Linked DNA regions of Gasterosteus aculeatus: region 1 is linked to region 2. A link is a contact called in public Hi-C data. All regions are on one chromosome and are shown on one strand. The core of a region is the stretch at or near the end of the contact, and the rest is flanking DNA. Distances in the headings are between cores, read along the strand shown.

What was found. Hi-C and Micro-C count contacts between places; a contact is called where the count stands out from the background.
Region 1: a contact with region 2 is called in a Hi-C map of skeletal muscle, with 2.5 times the contacts expected there. The contact joins the promoter of nek7 here to the enhancer-like site in region 2. A contact is called at or near these places in 2 of 6 Hi-C or Micro-C datasets (skeletal muscle and tail fin).

The regions. Positions count from the first base shown.
Region 1 is chr8:11,892,093-11,895,708 of fGasAcu3.hap1.1, forward strand. It overlaps nek7 (NIMA-related kinase 7), which reads right to left and starts at 1,618. Exons shown (of 10, transcript XM_040183919.2): 1 at 1,145-1,618.
Region 2 is chr8:11,858,787-11,862,469 of fGasAcu3.hap1.1, forward strand. It overlaps nek7 (NIMA-related kinase 7), which reads right to left. Exons shown (of 10, transcript XM_040183919.2): 6 at 3,404-3,512; 7 at 2,539-2,646. Among protein-coding and RNA genes, the nearest start is that of LOC120823701, 26 kb to the left of the region's middle. Within about 2 kb of position 1,330, at least 3 of the 9 cell types and tissues checked have open chromatin away from gene starts, as enhancers often do.

The sequences.
Region 1 (3,616 bases), core at 368-2,867, 34 kb after region 2:
ACATTCAAATTACTCAAACAAAATCAAAGTCACCAACTTCCCTCTCATCACAAGGGACTGACACACACAGTAGGTTTAACCTACAACCAATTCAACAGTGTCTGGCTAATAGTGACCAATAAATCTATTGTTAAATCAAGGTTCATAAATGAGGCAAGGAAAAACCCTAACTAATCGGACTACTTGGGGAAAAACTACAGAATGCTCGGGTAACTTCTGTACCTTAGTGACATTTAAAGGATGCAGACAAAAGGTGGAATGCTGAGGTTAAAAAGTAAGTAAAGTAGATGAGCAGCAATTGTCTGGTCATCCAACGTATGGGCCTCTGTATTTAAATTGCACAGCTTGGTGTCATCTGTTGGATTCATTTGGATGGCCGTATGTTACTCCATTTACCTTTTGTTTCCATAAATGACTCTTTGTTAATCCTTTGTGAAGTAAACTTACAGCCCTGCAGGGATAATTGCACTTTTTGAGAGTGCAGAGACAATTGCAGATATATTACTTTGTAATACCTTACTTATATACAGATAATTATAAACAGCACACACGTTACACGCATCATCAACCCAGCAGGAGAGTAATAATGCAGAATGAACACAGACATGTTCATGTGTCTCATCTTTAACAACTAAACCTATACCTGCACGATAAAGGCCATATTAGGAAGCAATAATGCAGTGTCCGTGTACCATTACTACAACAACACTTTAGCGTGGCATCAGTACGCGGCTAACTTCGCTTTGCTTCTTGTCACGTTTCCACCACCGGGTTTGAATACATGTCTTCAAAGCGAAGTTGAGAGAAAGTTGTTCAAGGGCCAACTGTTACAATGACGTGACAGCAGGGACGGTGTCCTTTCAAAAGTTTAGCAATGCCGAATGCTAGCAGGCTAAGCGAGGAGGCTAAGCTAGCTAGCGAACTTCGTAGAAACTTTTTTTTTTCAAGTGAGTGTCACGAGTGCTTGTTCACCAGAAACGACGGCAATGTGCGGGCTTTTTTTTCTTTTAGAAGACAGTCAATCCTGACCAAAGAAAAACATAAACTTGCGTAGTGTTGCAAAGTTTACAAGTGGTTCGTTGGCCTCCCCCGAAGCAGCCAGATTCAGAAGTTTACTGTCAGCTAACGGCGTGTCAGTTCTTACCAGGAAGTGGGACTGTTGCTAGGCTATTCCTCCTTCACGTTGCGACTTTCTTCTAGTGGTTATGGCGGTTGGCTTTGTTTTGACTCGCTCTTTTCTTGTTTTCCTCTCCGCGAAGTGGACTCTGCGGGCCTCTCTTCTCTCTTCTCGTGTGGCACCGTTGCCTGACCGCTGAAACGTTTTTCTTCTTCTTCTTCTTCTTCTTCTTCTTCTTCTTCTTCTCTTTAGACGTTGCAGAGAGAGACAGGGAGAGGGCTTGTGCTGTGGAGCCAGTGGAGATGAGCCCGTGTGTGTGTGTGTGTGTGTGTGTGTGTGTGTGTCTGCACTAGGCCCCTCTCACCGCCACGCTCCTGACCCGTGTGCCAGTAGTGTAAACAACGCAGCAGTCCCGCAGCGCAGGGGCGGGGCGCACGTCAAAGAGCGCAGGGGAGCCGTCAAACAACGCGAGATCTTACGCAGAAACTCAACTCTCGTTCCACGTCGTGTAACGAACTTTCTATTTATTGAGTGATGGAATGTGACCGCTAGCGTTACGGTCACTTAACCTACTGACTCTTTGCAGGGCCACAAAATAATGTCAAAACGCTAAACTAATCTCTGCTTTTTTTAAACTCTTAAAACTTTTAATAATAAGTGTGGTTTAATCTATTAAACAGCATCATATTCTATAAACTGACTACATGTTTTGTGTGTAAAATCTTAAGTAATAAGTAAGTAAGTAGTAACTGCAGCACCTTTCCTCTTAAATATAGTCGGGTAGAAGTAAGTATCTCCAATTACATTGTGAAAACAAAGGAATGGTTACTCTGAGTAGTAGTTGTTTGCAAATCACAATGAATAGGTGAGGGTTTGTAAGAATGTGTGTAGAATAAGGGCAGATGATGCATAATAGATTCTCACCATTGTGAGAACACACTTTTGACACGCAGTCTTGGTTGCTATCATTATACACATGCATAGCCACACATCCCACGGCACAAACGCCGCGGGCCCCTCGGGAATATCATGAGAATTTATTGACAAAATTGGTCTCGCAGATTGACTCGCATTGGACAGCGAGAGCATCTGGAATTGATCAGCTTACTTTGCTTTGATAAAAGTTTCATCGCTGATTTCAGATTGACAATTCAAACACAGCTGATACACAGGAAACACATCTGTCTTCTTCCTATTCCCATTGTTAATAATCAACAAGTTAGGTGGGGTTGTGTTTTTTTTTTGTTGCTACACTTCAATAGGCTTTTTTGTTAACCTCACTGCAAATATGGAAAAGGGAGAGATGCCTGGAGTGTGGGATTTCTTTTCCCCCTTTTTCTTCAACAACAGTTGAAGATTAAAAGAAACGTCTCACAGAAATCTGTCAATTCTGTATGTGAATAATGCTGTGTGGAATTTAATGGTATGAGTTATATTGGGTTTCCTCTACACCCACATTTTCTTTCAATAAGATCAATGGCAGCCAGTGACAGATAGGGACGGTCTTTTGTATCTTCAAATTTCAGGTTTCTGAGGGAATAATTAGATGGATGGATGAAAAGTAATGCATCAGTCTGCGAGGGGAGCTGCACCCAGAGATCCTCTAGTTCAACACGCATGCCTCCACGTCTGTTTGGTAGAACACTGTTTAATAATCCTGTAGAATTTCCATTGTTCTAAAAGTGGCTCTCTGCACTGATCTGATGCTTTAAACCAATAGAAAACTTTTTGTGTTCTTTTTGCTGATATTGTTTATTTAACAGAGAGGATTTCCTTTTGATTCATGGACATTTTTTTTGGCATCAAGCGAATATTGTCATCTATTTCCCTCTTTTCCCCTTCAGACTTAATGGTGTCGCTTGCAGGTAACCATGATAGAAAAGATTCTCCCTCCAGGGGAAATGAAGAAGGTTCAATCGCTGGATTTTTAGAAACGTTTTACAGACGTTTTACTGTAAACGTGACATTGAACTCTGATGTGTTAAATACTTGTTGAGATTTTGGGCATTAAATGGGGACCTTGACAAATGAATTGAGTTACGAGAATTTGGCCACTGAGATGTTGTACTTGTGAATTTGAAAGCCGTTAGGAGTATCTAATCTACAAGGACTTCAGGGCAAAATTAATGTTTAATGCAGAGAAAATTCCAGTATTCCAATGATTTAAAAGTCGTATTCTTAAAACACATGCGCACATATTCGGTTTTTGTTTTTTTCAACATGCACATTTCAGTTTGCAGACATTTAGAACTTGTGTCTTCTTTTGTTGATCTGGCTCCGGGGTTACGAGCGACTGCACTGTGGTAGAGACAGAAGCTGCCGTCGTAGCTCCTGTGATCCGGTGCAGACTTCATAGAGACCAGCAGATGGAGGGGAGAGAAGCAGTGTGCATCCTGAAGGTTTAGCGAGAACTGAGAGGTTACACTCCACCGGTACAAAGATGACCTGTCACAAGCTCAAGCGTGCCGTATCAGCGCAGACGAGCTTTCTGTTGATGCA
Region 2 (3,683 bases), core at 80-2,579:
ACTATCCTACATAACCATCCTCAGCCAGTGAGACAGAGTGTGTCTTTTGCGTGCTTGTGCGTATTGTGTCATTGACAGTTTGTCGGTTTGAATGCTCCAAATCTGCGCGAATGTACATCATTATCTTATTCCTGTATGTGCGCGTTGCGTGCGTGCGTGTATGAATTCAAGCCCATATGGATATGCACATGCGTCCCTTTGAGTACATCTGTATAGGAGACAGAGAGTCTGTGTGTCTCCCAGAGTGTGCAAGAGTGAGTAAGAGCAAAAGAATGCGTGTGTGTAGGTGTGTGTGTGTGTGTGTGTGTGTGCCCGTGTGTGAGAGACTGCAGGCAGCTGAGCCGCTGAGTTGAAAGCCTGCGAGCTGACAGGCTGTATGCCTGGACCTCCATCTCATCTCCACCACCCTGCTCTACTGTACAGCTGGGTGGCTCGGCTCATTACAGACCCACGAAGGCGCACGCGCACACACACACACACACACACGCACGCACCTTAAATTCCTTCTTTCTACCCTTCTCTCTCTCTGACTCTTGCTTTCATTCTTCTCTCATATTGTTGTTGTCACATTGTCATATTCTCCTCTATTTCTTTCTGTGCCTCCTTCTTGCTCCCCCCCGCCTCTACAAATATTTTCCCCCTCGTTCTTTCAGTGCAACATTCACATCTCTCACACCCATTCTAGCCACTCTTTGTCTCTCTTTCCCTCTAAAAGTCAAAACACCGCAGGGAGGGTCAGAAGGAAGGAGAAGTGAGGACAAGTAACACCAAGAAACAGCAGCGGGGGAGAAGGATATTTCACAGAGAAAAAGATAGAGCTGCTTTTTTCTTTTTTTTTTAACCTAAAGAAACAGCAAGGGTAAAGCCAGGGAATTAAGGTGTGTCAACACGTCATAATCACCTACAGGGACATAATCTGCTTCTACAGCAGCAGATTATCTACTGAAAGCATACTGATAGGGTTAAAATATTATTAAAAGGATAGGAATTGCATATAAAATATATCATTACAAAATCACATTTGCATACTTTGGCGTTTATTTGTGGTGAGTTGATTTAAAGAATCGCAGGACCAATGTGGCTGCTTTGGATCAAATGCGTCTGTTGCGATCATCGAGTCCCTGGCAGCAAAATGACACTTTGATCTGTGTAGTTTTCTGGGGATTATCGAAGCCTTCTTGATTGTTTCAGATTAATGATGACAGTTTTCCAGTCGACCTTTGTGCTTGTGGGGCTGCAAATTCCCTCTCGGCCTAAAGAGGGTGCTGTGGATTCAACTTTAATGAGCAATCACAGAGGCTTTCACCCGACTGCTGGCACCGGAGGCTGCATAGCTGATCGGACCAATGTTGAGCTGATCATGTGATTCACACCTTCCCAAAACAGCTGGGCCGCTGCTGTAGAGGGGCTGAGAATAGCACACTGTTTGTGGTGCTAACAGTTTGACATAGGGAAGTGCCACTGTGTGAATGACAGCCTTTATATTTGTCTATGAAGCAGCTGAATTTGTGGGGATGATTGCCAGTTACAGTGTAACCATCTCCACTATAGATTTACTGTGTATTACTGGACGAGCACTGGCTTAAAATGACATTCATTCTATCACTGTTAACACAACAAGATAAATAAAAATAATAATAATAGAAAATCGGAATATGTAAAAACTATTTTTAAAGGGTACTATATGGAATTTGTAACTGTGTATTTTTTTTATTCTGGTACATAAACCTGGCCACAGATATTAATTGACGCTATATAAAACAACAGGACACCCTTGAACCAAGGAAAATGTGTTAATGTGAGTCTTTGTGTGTGTTAAAGAGAGGCAAGCTTGTACGTAAGTGGTACAAGAGTCTATTCCTTGAAATAGCATTTGAGTAAATTATTAAATAATAAATTACTCAAATGTTGTTTCACACACTTGAGGTTACAGGCTCGACTCTAAAAGAATTACAGTAACAGCGCCACAGTCTTTAAGCAACATGAGTTTAATAACGCATTCTAATACGTGGTGACAATCGGTTCTTCCGTTTTGTACAATTTCAAGTTCATCACACTCTCATTTCAGAAACTAAGCCAAATGAACTTGTCTTAATTAACGAGGGCTGCAAATCTCACTTCTTTGAACAAAAAAAAAAAAAGGATTTATTTTCTTCAAGTGAAAAACACTGCCATCAATGCCAAACAGTAACAGGGATTGTAAAGTTTGCCGGCGTGTTTTATGGAACACAGTCACAATCAGAGCTGTGTAGAAGGCCTCGGTCCAGTCTTGGACTGTGTTAGGTTTAAAGGTCAAGGCAACAGGAAGTGGCTAAGTGGCCTATGAAGGGGCCGGGCACAGACGCGGCCCCGCAGCAGGACTACATGACACATGGCCGGGGGCTCGCCGTGCCTAATGAAACACATCAAACATCGGGTGATTACTGGGGGCCGCTGGGTTTAAGTGTCTGTGTGTGCATTTGTGGGTTCATGAAGGACGATGTGTGTTTACATGTGTGTTTACGCACACACAGTATGTGTAGACTGCAGAAAACTTACCTAGCGAGTGAGCGGCGGTTGTTTTGGAGCTGAAAAATCGGCCCAGTCCCAAGTCTCCTAGTTTCACTACTCCTGTAGCTGTGATGAATACGTTGGCCGGCTTAATATCTGGAGAGAAGAGAGGTCGCACACGACTCATGGTGTCATTGGTTAAACTGTTTAAAATTTGTATGTTACGTTAATGACGGAGATCGGATCGAATTCAGAAAACATGCCATGAAACGCATTACATGCATGAAGCGTACAATGAAAGTATTCATGTCACTTGATGTGGGCGTTAGCAAACCGTTTCTGTTGCTTTTTCCAAAGAGATGTTAATGTGCCCTGCGCCACTCTTTGAAATTTACTGCTCGAATATAATTGTTAGCATCTTTTGAATAGGCAGCCTGTGTTAAGTGGTCATTAAAGCGCAGAGCTCAGGGTTCATTAGTGTCCGTGCTCCCTAATCAGAGTCAGCCGAACGGAAGTACACCACCTGTGTGTGTGTGTGTGTGTGTGTGTGTGTGTGTGTGTGTGTGTGTGTGTGTGTGTGTGTGTGTCAGCCCATGCGCATGGATCCAGTACTTGATTCGACTTAGCTCTACTAAAAGCTTGTGGGACCATAAACACTGTGTTCTCCGGTCTTTGTGTCGTTTAACACCTACACAAGTTTGATCACTGATCAAAACTTTCGCAGATGATCAGTTAATATTATACAATACGCTTTTAGATATCATTTACATGATAAAAGATGTGAGCAGTTGCAGCGTTTGTAAATCCCTCCTACATTTAATTTTTTTTCTTGTATTTAATCTGAACAAATAAATGTATCAACATACATGTGGGCGTATGCTATATACAGCGTGTGTGTGCACGTTGACGCTACCTCTGTGCATGACTCTCCGGGAGTGCATGTGTTCAAGCGCGCTGCAGAGCTGGACAAAGTATTTCCACACTGTTCTCTCCGGGATCAGCCTCCTCTGTTTCTTGAAGTGCTGTTAAGTAAACACACACGCACACACACATACACACAATCAATCAAAAATCCAAATGACATGTTAAATTGTTTTTAACAGGAGTGGGAAAGGTCTTGCGTGGAACGGAATACAATTTTTTGCAGGCAAATGTTCACGTCCCTGTGTGTTCACACAGCATCCGGCCCCGGT